Linked DNA regions of Rattus norvegicus: region 2 is linked to region 1. A link is a contact called in public Hi-C data. All regions are on one chromosome and are shown on one strand. The core of a region is the stretch at or near the end of the contact, and the rest is flanking DNA. Distances in the headings are between cores, read along the strand shown. Region 1 overlaps Hebp1 (heme binding protein 1). Region 2 overlaps Gsg1 (germ cell associated 1).

Region 1 (4,642 bases), core at 1,409-3,908:
AATTGGCAGTGAATTTATTGTGTGGATGTATTGAGGATTGAGAATTTAACATATAAATCTGATTGATAAATTACAAGTTTCTAGAACTTTGATTTTACCAGGCCACGGGGGATGTGAGCAAAGTTCCCAGCCGGCAGAGAGACAGCCTGGAGGGGGCGGCTATAGAATGCCTGGGACTAGTGTGGCGTGGTGCCATGTGCTAGAATGGCCCTCGGAATGTGTGTCAGGCGTGGTAACAACCCGGGAACAGTGTGAGAAAGCAGCTGGCAGAGAGACAGCTGGAGTGGGCGGCTCCCGCAGATCTGCGTGGAGTGGGAACGCTCAGGTACCCGTAGCTGCAGAACCATTTTTATTTTTTACCGCAACAGTGGTCTGGGTGCAAAATGCACCCCATCGGTATGTGAACCCTTGCTCTCCAGTGGTGGTGCTGTTTGGGGAAATTATGAAGCTTTACTGGAGGAGGGCGTCACTGGATGTGGGCTCTAAGAGTTTAAAGTCTTCCCCCATCTGCGCTCCTCTCTCTGTTGTGTTTTCTGTCGAAGTTGTGATTGCTCAGCTTCTAGCTCTGGCCTCTTGCTGCCCTGCGTCACCCACCATGTTGGACTCTCCCTCTGCAACCGTAAGACGAAATAAACTCTTCCCTCCACAAGTCACTTGTGGTTGTGGTATTTCTTCACAGCAACAGAAAGGCCACCAGTGCAGCAGCCACTCACTATTCTGAGTCTGGGTGAGCAAATGGTTAGAGAGTAGCCCCACCTGCAACTGTGGCTAATGCTACTGAGGATGCCTGTCCCCCTCTGTACACGGCTGGGCACCTGTTGCACAGTGTGATTTCAACAAATGGGGAGTCACCCACCAGTCACTTAGAATAGACCTGGCTACTGAGGGAGGGCTGGACCAAAGGATAAAAGAGAAAAGTGGGGCTGGCATGAGGAGTGAACCCATTCAATTGTGTCAATCTTCAGATAATTACAAGATAAAGAATGACAGGTCACACATTAAGAAATGTGGAAATAGTGCTTTAGAAAGTACTAATAGGTGGCCTTTCACAAGAACCCCAAGATGTGTGATTAAGGTGTGCTTAACCAATGGGGAAAACTAACTCTTAAAGAGGCTTATTAACTCTGCCCCTAGAAGCCCTGGAGGTTTGGCTGTTGTCATTTGCACCAGTAGGTGGCAGAGAGGAGAGAGGCTATGTCTATCCTCAGTGTTCTGTGGACATCTGAATGATTAGTAGCCTAATAACCCCTGAAAAAAGCAAACCTGAGATGACCACCAGTCTGGCACTACAAAAGCCCTGATAGCTCTTGGGACCGAGAGCAAGTAGGAGACTAGAAGAACCCTGCCTGGGACTGAGGCCTCCTGGCAGAAGTGAGCCCAAGACAGATGCCCGCATGGGGCCACTTGGGGGGTGGGGTGAAGAGGTAGCTCAAGATGACCACCAGATCAGAGCCATGGGGCCTAGACAGGGAGCTAGCCCGAGATGCCACACAGGCCTGGGGGAGGGGTAGGGCACATATCGTGCCCGAGATGACCCCTGCGTGGTGCCATAGTGCACAAGCAGGATACAGTGCCCCCAAAACAACTCTAGACACTCAAAGACCCTGGGTACCACTAAGAGGTGCAAGTAAGTGGTGAAGAAATGGAAGAGAAAGAGAGACAGAAGGATGTGGACACAATGAAGAGAGGAGATCTGGAGCCCAGAGGGTAGAGAGGAACAGCCTGATATGAGTAGCTGATGATGCCTCGTGGGACCACAGTGGTGTTCTGGCCTATGCCGCCGCTGGGGTCCACATCGAGGCCTGTGGTTTTGCAGCAGCGGGGTCTGTTACCACCAAAGGCCAGGCAGACATCCCTGGTCTAGGCTGTGGCCTGGGGACATGCTGATATCTGAGGGCTGTGCAGAACTGGCCCACCCCTCACCTGTCGTCATTAGAGAGCTGGCCCTGGACCATGAGAACAGGAGAGCTGACCCCACCCCTAGACAGCTGCATACTCCAGAAAGCAGCCCCTGCACATTGCGGGGGTTGCCTAGGAGCCACCCCTGAGGATACAAACAAGTGTCTGGAGACCTAACATGACCACTCATCTCCCATGCAGTGGCACGGATGAGGGAGAGACATCCTCCTCTCCCCTTCCCCCTCACCACCTATGGCATGCAGGAGAGCCGGCTCTAGGGCCATGAGAGGAGGAGAGTTGGCCCTGCCCCTCACCAGCTGCAGGACTTGGGGGAGCAAGCCCTGTACCTCACCCGGGCAGCACAGTAGAGCTGACCCTGGTGGTGTGGATGTGGGCACGCTGGCCCTGAGAGTGTGAGTGTGAGAGAGCTGACCCCCACCTTGCCCTTGCCAGAGGCACGGTACCTGTTACAGTACCTGGGAGAACAGGCTCTGCACCTTGCCTGGGCAGCACAGAAGAGTTAGCTCTTTATGTGGGAGTTGTGGGTGAGCTGGCCCTGGAGTGTGGGAGAATCAGCCCTGCCTATTGTCTAGTGGGCGACAGTGCAGATGAGGGAGAGACACCCTCCTTCTCACTGTCTAAGGCAGGCAGGGAAGCTAGCTCTAGGGTCACAAGACGGGGAGAACTGGTCATGTCCCTCACCAGCTGCAATACGGAGGACAGCAGGCCCTGTGCCTCAGCTGGGCAGCAGGGCAGAGCAGGCCCTGGTAGAGGGAATGGCTGGTAAGCAGGCCCCAGGGTAGAGAATGTGAGAGCTGGTGAGCTGACAAGCTCTGATACCTCTCAGGCCCAGATCCAGGGCTTTGAATTGGCCTACTCAACATCTACCCCATTGATGAACTGCTGGAGATCACGAAGGGTCCTACACATCCAAAACTACAGGATCTCCATGACACAGGGCAACAACAAGATATCTAAGAGGAGCCCCAGTGAGTAGTCAGAGGCCTCATGCCAGACCAATGACTCATGCATGAGCATTTCCAAGCAAAGAATTGTGGACAAAAGGTAATACCGTAGGACATACTGTGACACACAATGGCTTCCACAACGACTTTTTCCTCTGTTGTGGGGGAGGTTGCAAGGGGCAACAGGTATGAGGGGCAGGGGAGATGAGTGGCATTGGAGTGCATGATGTGAAATTCACAAAGAACCAATAAAACATCTTTTACAAAAGAGAGGGGCTCACTAATTTCTGAGGCGTTATCTTGCTATTACACAGCCGAGCTGAGAACCATACTATATAACAGAAGTTTACCACTCGCCACCTCTCAGAGAGCAGGAAGGAGAGTGGGCAAGATGGATCCGGGGACTGACAGAGAGACCAGCAGACACTCAGACTGTTCAATCTAAGGAGGCTCTTACTATCAGTGCTCACCCTGCACTTGGGTGACGGTAGGAGTAAGTGCTTCCTTAAACGTTGCTCCTGGGTGCCTCAGTTACCTACCTACCCGCCTTACTCCTGATTCTACCTACATTGGCTCTGCTTAGAGTTTTCAGAAGCCTCTGCACAGAGGCTGAGAAGTCAGAATGAGGGCTGGCATAGAAAGAAACAGGACTTGGGGGAGGGGGCTTCCATGTCAGCAGTACCCTCTCTGTCCTCCGGGCGGCTCTGTTCACCCAGCCAAAGAATGCCCACAGCAGGCAAGCTCTCATCAAAGTAGCTTTCTAAGGAATGATTCTAAGCTAGCTCTGGGGGAAAAAGTGTCCCTCCCACCCGCAGGAGGAAATAGAATAGAGAAGCCTCCCAGCCACATTTGGGTGGGGTGGGGGGTTTTCAGTGCACAGAGACCGTGTGGTGCAAGATCATTCACATAGTTAATTTTCATGAAATTGGGCTTGAGCAGCACCCAACCCCTAACCTGTGGTTACTACTGGTGAAGGTTCTGGTCTTTCTGTGTACCTGGTTAGGTGCCTGTTACACCGTGGGATTTTGACAAACGGGGAGTCACCAATTATCCAGAAGAGACTTGACTTCTGAGGGCAGATTAGGAACCAAAGTGGGGAAAGTGTACACCAGGCTGTGGGTGGGAGTAGCTTGGTGGTAGAACATGGCGCTGTGGGCCGTGCCAGGAAACTTGGTCAGGCTGAGCGGGGTCAGAAAGCCCTGCACCTCATACCTGAGGACAGGAGGCGTTTCACTACTCCCAACTGAAACAGGGGTCACCAGACCATGGTGTCCCCAGCCCTTCCACAGACAGCTGAGGCATCCCTAACATCTCAGACCAAGCCGATAGAAAGCATTCACTGTCAGACCCCATCCCATATATATATATGTGTGTGTGTGTGTGTGTGTGTGTGTGTGTGTGTGTGTGTGTGTATATCCAGAAGGAATAAAGGTGTGAGAATTGCTTCATCAAGGTTTGTCTGAGAGCTTCTGTCATTTAAGAGCTGTAACACCTTTTGGGGAAGAGCGTTCTCTCCTGAAGCTGCTTGAGGTCACTTCCGGGCCTCAGCTCCCAGCTGCCCACGCCAGCTGGCTTAGCTAGCCGGGCCTCAATCCCACTCCTCTGTCTCTTTTGGAGAATGTAACTCTTTGGCTACCCCAGCTGGGCCAGAGCCCCACAGAGCTCCATGGATAGAGTTCCATGGATAGCGTTTGGTACGCAAACAAGCAGTAGAAAACAAGCTCAGTATGCACAGGGCGCTGGGTTTAATTCCCAGCACAAGAAAACAAGGCCTGACA
Region 2 (4,642 bases), core at 1,514-4,013, 110 kb after region 1:
ATGGGCTTCCACCCTCGTTCCAGCTTCATGAGCTACCCTCGTGGAGTATTCTGTTTATTGATTTTCATAAATTAGCAGCCAACATAGTAGGCTTCACGGTGGCATTTCCCCTTTGCTCTTGCTCTTTGTCCCCAAGTCACTGCCCACTGCCACCAACCCCTTCCTCAACCCTTCCATTCTACGACCCACTCCCTCCTTCCTTTTAGAGCTTTTCTCCTCCTCACGATCCCTTTATGGTCCACGAAACTCCTACGTGAAAATAATCAGAGCACCTGTAGATGAGAGAAAGGCAGTGTTTTCTCTTCTGGGTTTGACTTACTTACACAACATATGTGTGTCCACATCCATATATTTTCCTGCAAATTTCGTGATTTAATTTTCCCTCCCAGATGAATACAGTTCCATTAGGTATGTACAGCAGATTTTCCATATCCATCTGTGGTAGTCATGTAGGTTGGTTCAGTGCCTTAGCTCCCATGAAAACTGTGGCATTGGACATGATGTGTGAGCATTTTTGTGTGTGTGGGTATCCTTTCTAATTATCTGACATCCATGGCTTGAACAGGAAAAGAACTTCAGGTGAACATCTTTAATCATTCTATAAAAAGACCAAACCTGAGATTTAGGCAATTCCCAATCTCCACCCAAGGGTTCTATTTTAATAGGGATATTGAGCCATCTACTCTCATACCAGACCAGCTCTCGGCTTTATCATTAATCCGTTTCAAGTCACATATTTACATATGTCCCTGTAGGTTATTCAGAGATAAAGAATATCGAGGCTTACCTCAGGGACGTATACCTTGTGGCCTCAAGCAAGATGCCAAGCAGATAATGAAAGAGAGGATGTGAGAAACAAAGGATGAATAACTTGAAAATGACCCAAAGAGGCTCTTTCCAGACAGAACACCCACCAGGGATAGGCGTTGTCCTCTCTCGTGTCCCCACTGGTTGGAGACAGGGTCTCAGGTCGCTTGTGACCTCAATCTGACTACGTGGCTTTGTGCTTTGAAGCTGATCCCCAATCCTCCCGCCCCACCTCTCACGTGCTAGAACTACATATATGTGCTGCCTTGTCCAGAATTGTGAATGCTGGGCAAGCGTTCTACTGAGCTCCCACAGCCCCAGATTGACAGTTAGAAGGACATCTCACCAGGGAGACTTTTCAACAATTCCTATCCCCCATGCAGCATCTTTCGTCACATGACTTCTCTCTGTAGTTGACACTTCAAACTTGAAGAACAAATCTCATTTCCCATGTTCCTTAGGTGTCTTCTAGAGTGACAGAACCTAAGAGCTCTCTCTCTCTCTCTCTCTCTCTCTCTCTCTCTCTCTCTGCATATGCTGACAGATCCCTTCCCGAGGTGACCCTCTCCTCTCTAAAGAGACAGGGTACAAGCCCTGTAACTGGCACAGTAACATCCATGTACATTAACAGAAAAACATGGCATTAGCGAATGACAACAAGGACAGTCGGTTGACGGGGTTCACCTCTTCACAGAGCCAGGGGCTAAGGTTTCCCCTGCAAAATCAAAGGGGGAAGCTGGTTACCTTGGCCATGGTCGGCTTCTGGTGGCCTGTCTGGAAGGGTGGACAGATTTCATCTGCACAGGTCTCTTTGGTGCAAAGCAGCAAGAGAGAATGCAGAGTTCCCTCCCTCCTCCCTTGCCTTCCCATCCCTCCCCTTTTAGCTCATAGTTTGAGGAATGCCTCTTGATTAAATGCTGCTATGCAGTGAACGTGGGCATTTAATAATTGACAGTGTAATCACAGCCCAGATGTTCCTGGAGATTATGCCAGAGTCCAGAGCAGCACAGATCTGCACTTGCAGAGGGGACATTCTGTACAAAAAGCAAAGAGCGATTGAAGTTCCCTCTACCTCTTGTTCCCTAGGTGAGGGGTGTGACCATCCAGGGCTAGACTTTTCACAGCAATACACAAAAAATATTGATCCGCTCTAACTTCTCAGTGTCCTGCAAGAAGCAGCTTTAGGGTTTGCATTGTTAAAGCTTCAGGAGCCACAGATAAGACTACTGGCTTGTTCAGTGTGCAGTCTCCCTTTTCTGGGCAGTTCGTGAACAGTTGCTCCTCTCCTCTCATGGTGAATGTGTTGGGTGGGGACGAAGATGAGGATGGGGTGGAAGAGAGCAGGTCTGAAGATCTGGAGAAGAGCTCAGGGTCTGATGGTCCTATAATGACCATCATTTTTTCCCCAACTTTCAAGCAAATGGACATCTTTTTATTTAACCCAAACAAGCTACGACGACAGCAGCAACAACAACGAATCCAGTCAACTGTTGAGGAGTGGGTCACATCTATCCTTTGGGCAGTCATTAGAAACACAGAGCATTCTTTCCGTCATCACAATCGAACAGACCTACATTTTCCAGCAGCTACTCTCTTCCTTCAACCCAGAATGTCTTCAGCTTCTTCTGACACTTCTCACTCTCTTCCTCCAAAGAGACAGGGTTTCTGTGTAGCCCCGGCTGTCCTGGAAGTTGTAGACTAGGGCTGGCCTCGAACTCAGGGACCCTCCTTCGGCTGCCTCCTTCTGCATGCCGGGATGAAAGGCGTGCTCCACCGACACCCCGCATTCTTTTGCCCTTTCAATTTTAGTGTAAAAAGTCATTCGCTCTTTGAAAATGGTTTTCTCCTCTTTGTCTTTGCTGCACCATGCCTTTCCTGATACTGTTTTTGTTCCTTTTCGCAGTGTGTGTGTGTGTGTGCATGTGTGCGTAGCAGGGGCGTGGCACATGTATTGAAGAGGACTCTGAGTTGGTTCTCTTCTTCTAACATGTGAGTTCCAGAAATCAAACTCAGGTCGTCAGGCTGACAAGTCCATTCATTGGCTCGACCATCTTTCAGCCCCCCCACCCCACCCCCCAAGATAACTTTTATGTGTCACCCAAGCACCCGTTTATTCATTGTGACACAACTCGATTTGCTTTGGGAGAAGGAGACAAGAATTTTGTGGTTCCATTTGGCTCTGGACTAGGCATTCCTGGATGCATGGTTTCTTCATGCCGCTGGGTGGCGCTATACCCCAATACTTTCTTCTTTCCTACCCTTTCCTTTCCTACCAGTCAGCACAAGGCGGGTAGAGGTGGCTCGTCTCTGCAGTACTGCTCGTTTTGAGTTCCCTTGGCTTTTGACCAGATACAAATCTACAGACTGCCATGTGTCAGCCTTATGGAATTCAGGACTGAGAATGAAGATTGGGGGGTGTCCAGCCACTCCCAGCAAGACCTTTCGAAGGGTTATTCCCTGTAGTTCATTTTTGGTGGCCAGTTGCCGTTCTCAGTGACTCAATAGATCCTCGAATGCCTCCCACGGGAAACGCAACAACAGAAAATAGTTAGCCAGCGTCTCCGGATGGAGTTTTGTGCACATGTTTTTCTCTTTAATTGTATCCCCTTTCTCTCTCCACCCGAGAACAGTGACCGATTCTTTTCCCTTCTTGACGCTTCCACCCTTCAAATACTTGGAGACGCGTCTCATATCCCGCCTTGAGTCACCGCTTGGCACAACACCGTGTCTTTGGTTTTTATTGCCTCTGCTCATAAACCGCACCCCCGAAGCCTTAATTGCCTCAAGTTTGCCTTCTTCAGGGAAAAGGGGATGGGCGTGGCAGGGTTGGATGAGGAGGCCCAGAGGTGGGTTTAAAATGAAGCTAATGAAACCCTACCTCTTCGGCCCCTCACTTATTTGAGCTGCTTCCAAGGGCCTGTTGCCCAATCCAAACTTGTAATTTTGTATTATTTTCCTTAAAGGTTTCCAAAATATTAGTTTAGGCCTCCACAGCAGCTCTGATCCACCCATTCCTAGGGTGCTTGGCTGAATACTTGGTGGATGTGACCAGTGTTAGTTTTCCTCTCTCTGAGGCCCCAAAGTCCAATTTCCTCTTTTTAACAAAAAAAAAAAAAAAAAAAAAAAAAAAAGCAAGCAACCAAGTTTCTGTGCTTTGCCACACAAAAAAATCAGAACACAGCATCCCATTCACTTCCTTTCATTGTAATTTGGGCTTGCTATTTCCTGGACCCAGACCCTTTCTTTTCCTCTTAGAACAGAAAAAGTAACTACTGGTCAATGTAACAGATTTAATTAAGCTTGTCTCCAAAGCTCACAACTCAGTGTGGAGACAAATATCCCGCATCTCAACCCAGTGTTTAAACTTGCTGTGTTGGGACTGTTAGTGGGAAGTTATGCTTTCCTGGGGTCATTCATGCACCTTGGCATTCATGACATCACAGTGCCAAGGCCTGAGTCTGGCCGTCACTTGCTAAGGTTCTCAGTCAGCCTTCTCTGTACCGTAGGAAACCATTTTTACTAGCTGTGCATGAGAGAAATGATGGTCTTGGGACGCCCATACTTTGTAGGCAGAAATTCAGTTTATTGCATGGCGAGTATGCTGTAGATTAGAGGTGAGTCAGAAGGTTGAATGAGAGCTGGTGTGCTCACCTCTTCCCTGACACGAGCCTGGGGCTAAGGGATCTAGTCATTTTGTCTCCTAAGCTGCCCACCTAAGACATCTTGTTTGCCCTGCCTTGAGTTTCTCTGTCCTCCCAGGGGCCAGAATTCTTGACCCATGGCCTCATTAAGTAATTCCTTTCTGCTACCCAACAAGCAAAGAGCTGGAGTGGAA

The links. Hi-C and Micro-C count contacts between places; a contact is called where the count stands out from the background.
Region 2: a contact with region 1 is called in a Hi-C map of Schwann cells, with 7 times the contacts expected there. The contact joins two enhancer-like sites. A contact is called at or near these places in 2 of 12 Hi-C or Micro-C datasets (the Rat2 cell line and Schwann cells).

What each region holds. Positions count from the first base shown.
Region 1 is chr4:169,717,138-169,721,779 of GRCr8, forward strand. The region is part of intron 3 of Hebp1 (heme binding protein 1); the gene reads right to left. It also overlaps the pseudogene LOC120102674. Among named protein-coding and RNA genes, the nearest start is that of Hebp1, 16 kb to the right of the region's middle. Within about 2 kb of position 2,659, at least 12 of the 93 cell types and tissues checked have an H3K27ac peak or open chromatin away from gene starts, as enhancers often do.
Region 2 is chr4:169,830,973-169,835,614 of GRCr8, forward strand. The region is part of intron 1 of Gsg1 (germ cell associated 1); the gene reads right to left. It also overlaps a transcript of Fam234b not described here. Among named protein-coding and RNA genes, the nearest start is that of Gsg1, 5.1 kb to the right of the region's middle. Within about 2 kb of position 2,764, at least 17 of the 93 cell types and tissues checked have an H3K27ac peak or open chromatin away from gene starts, as enhancers often do.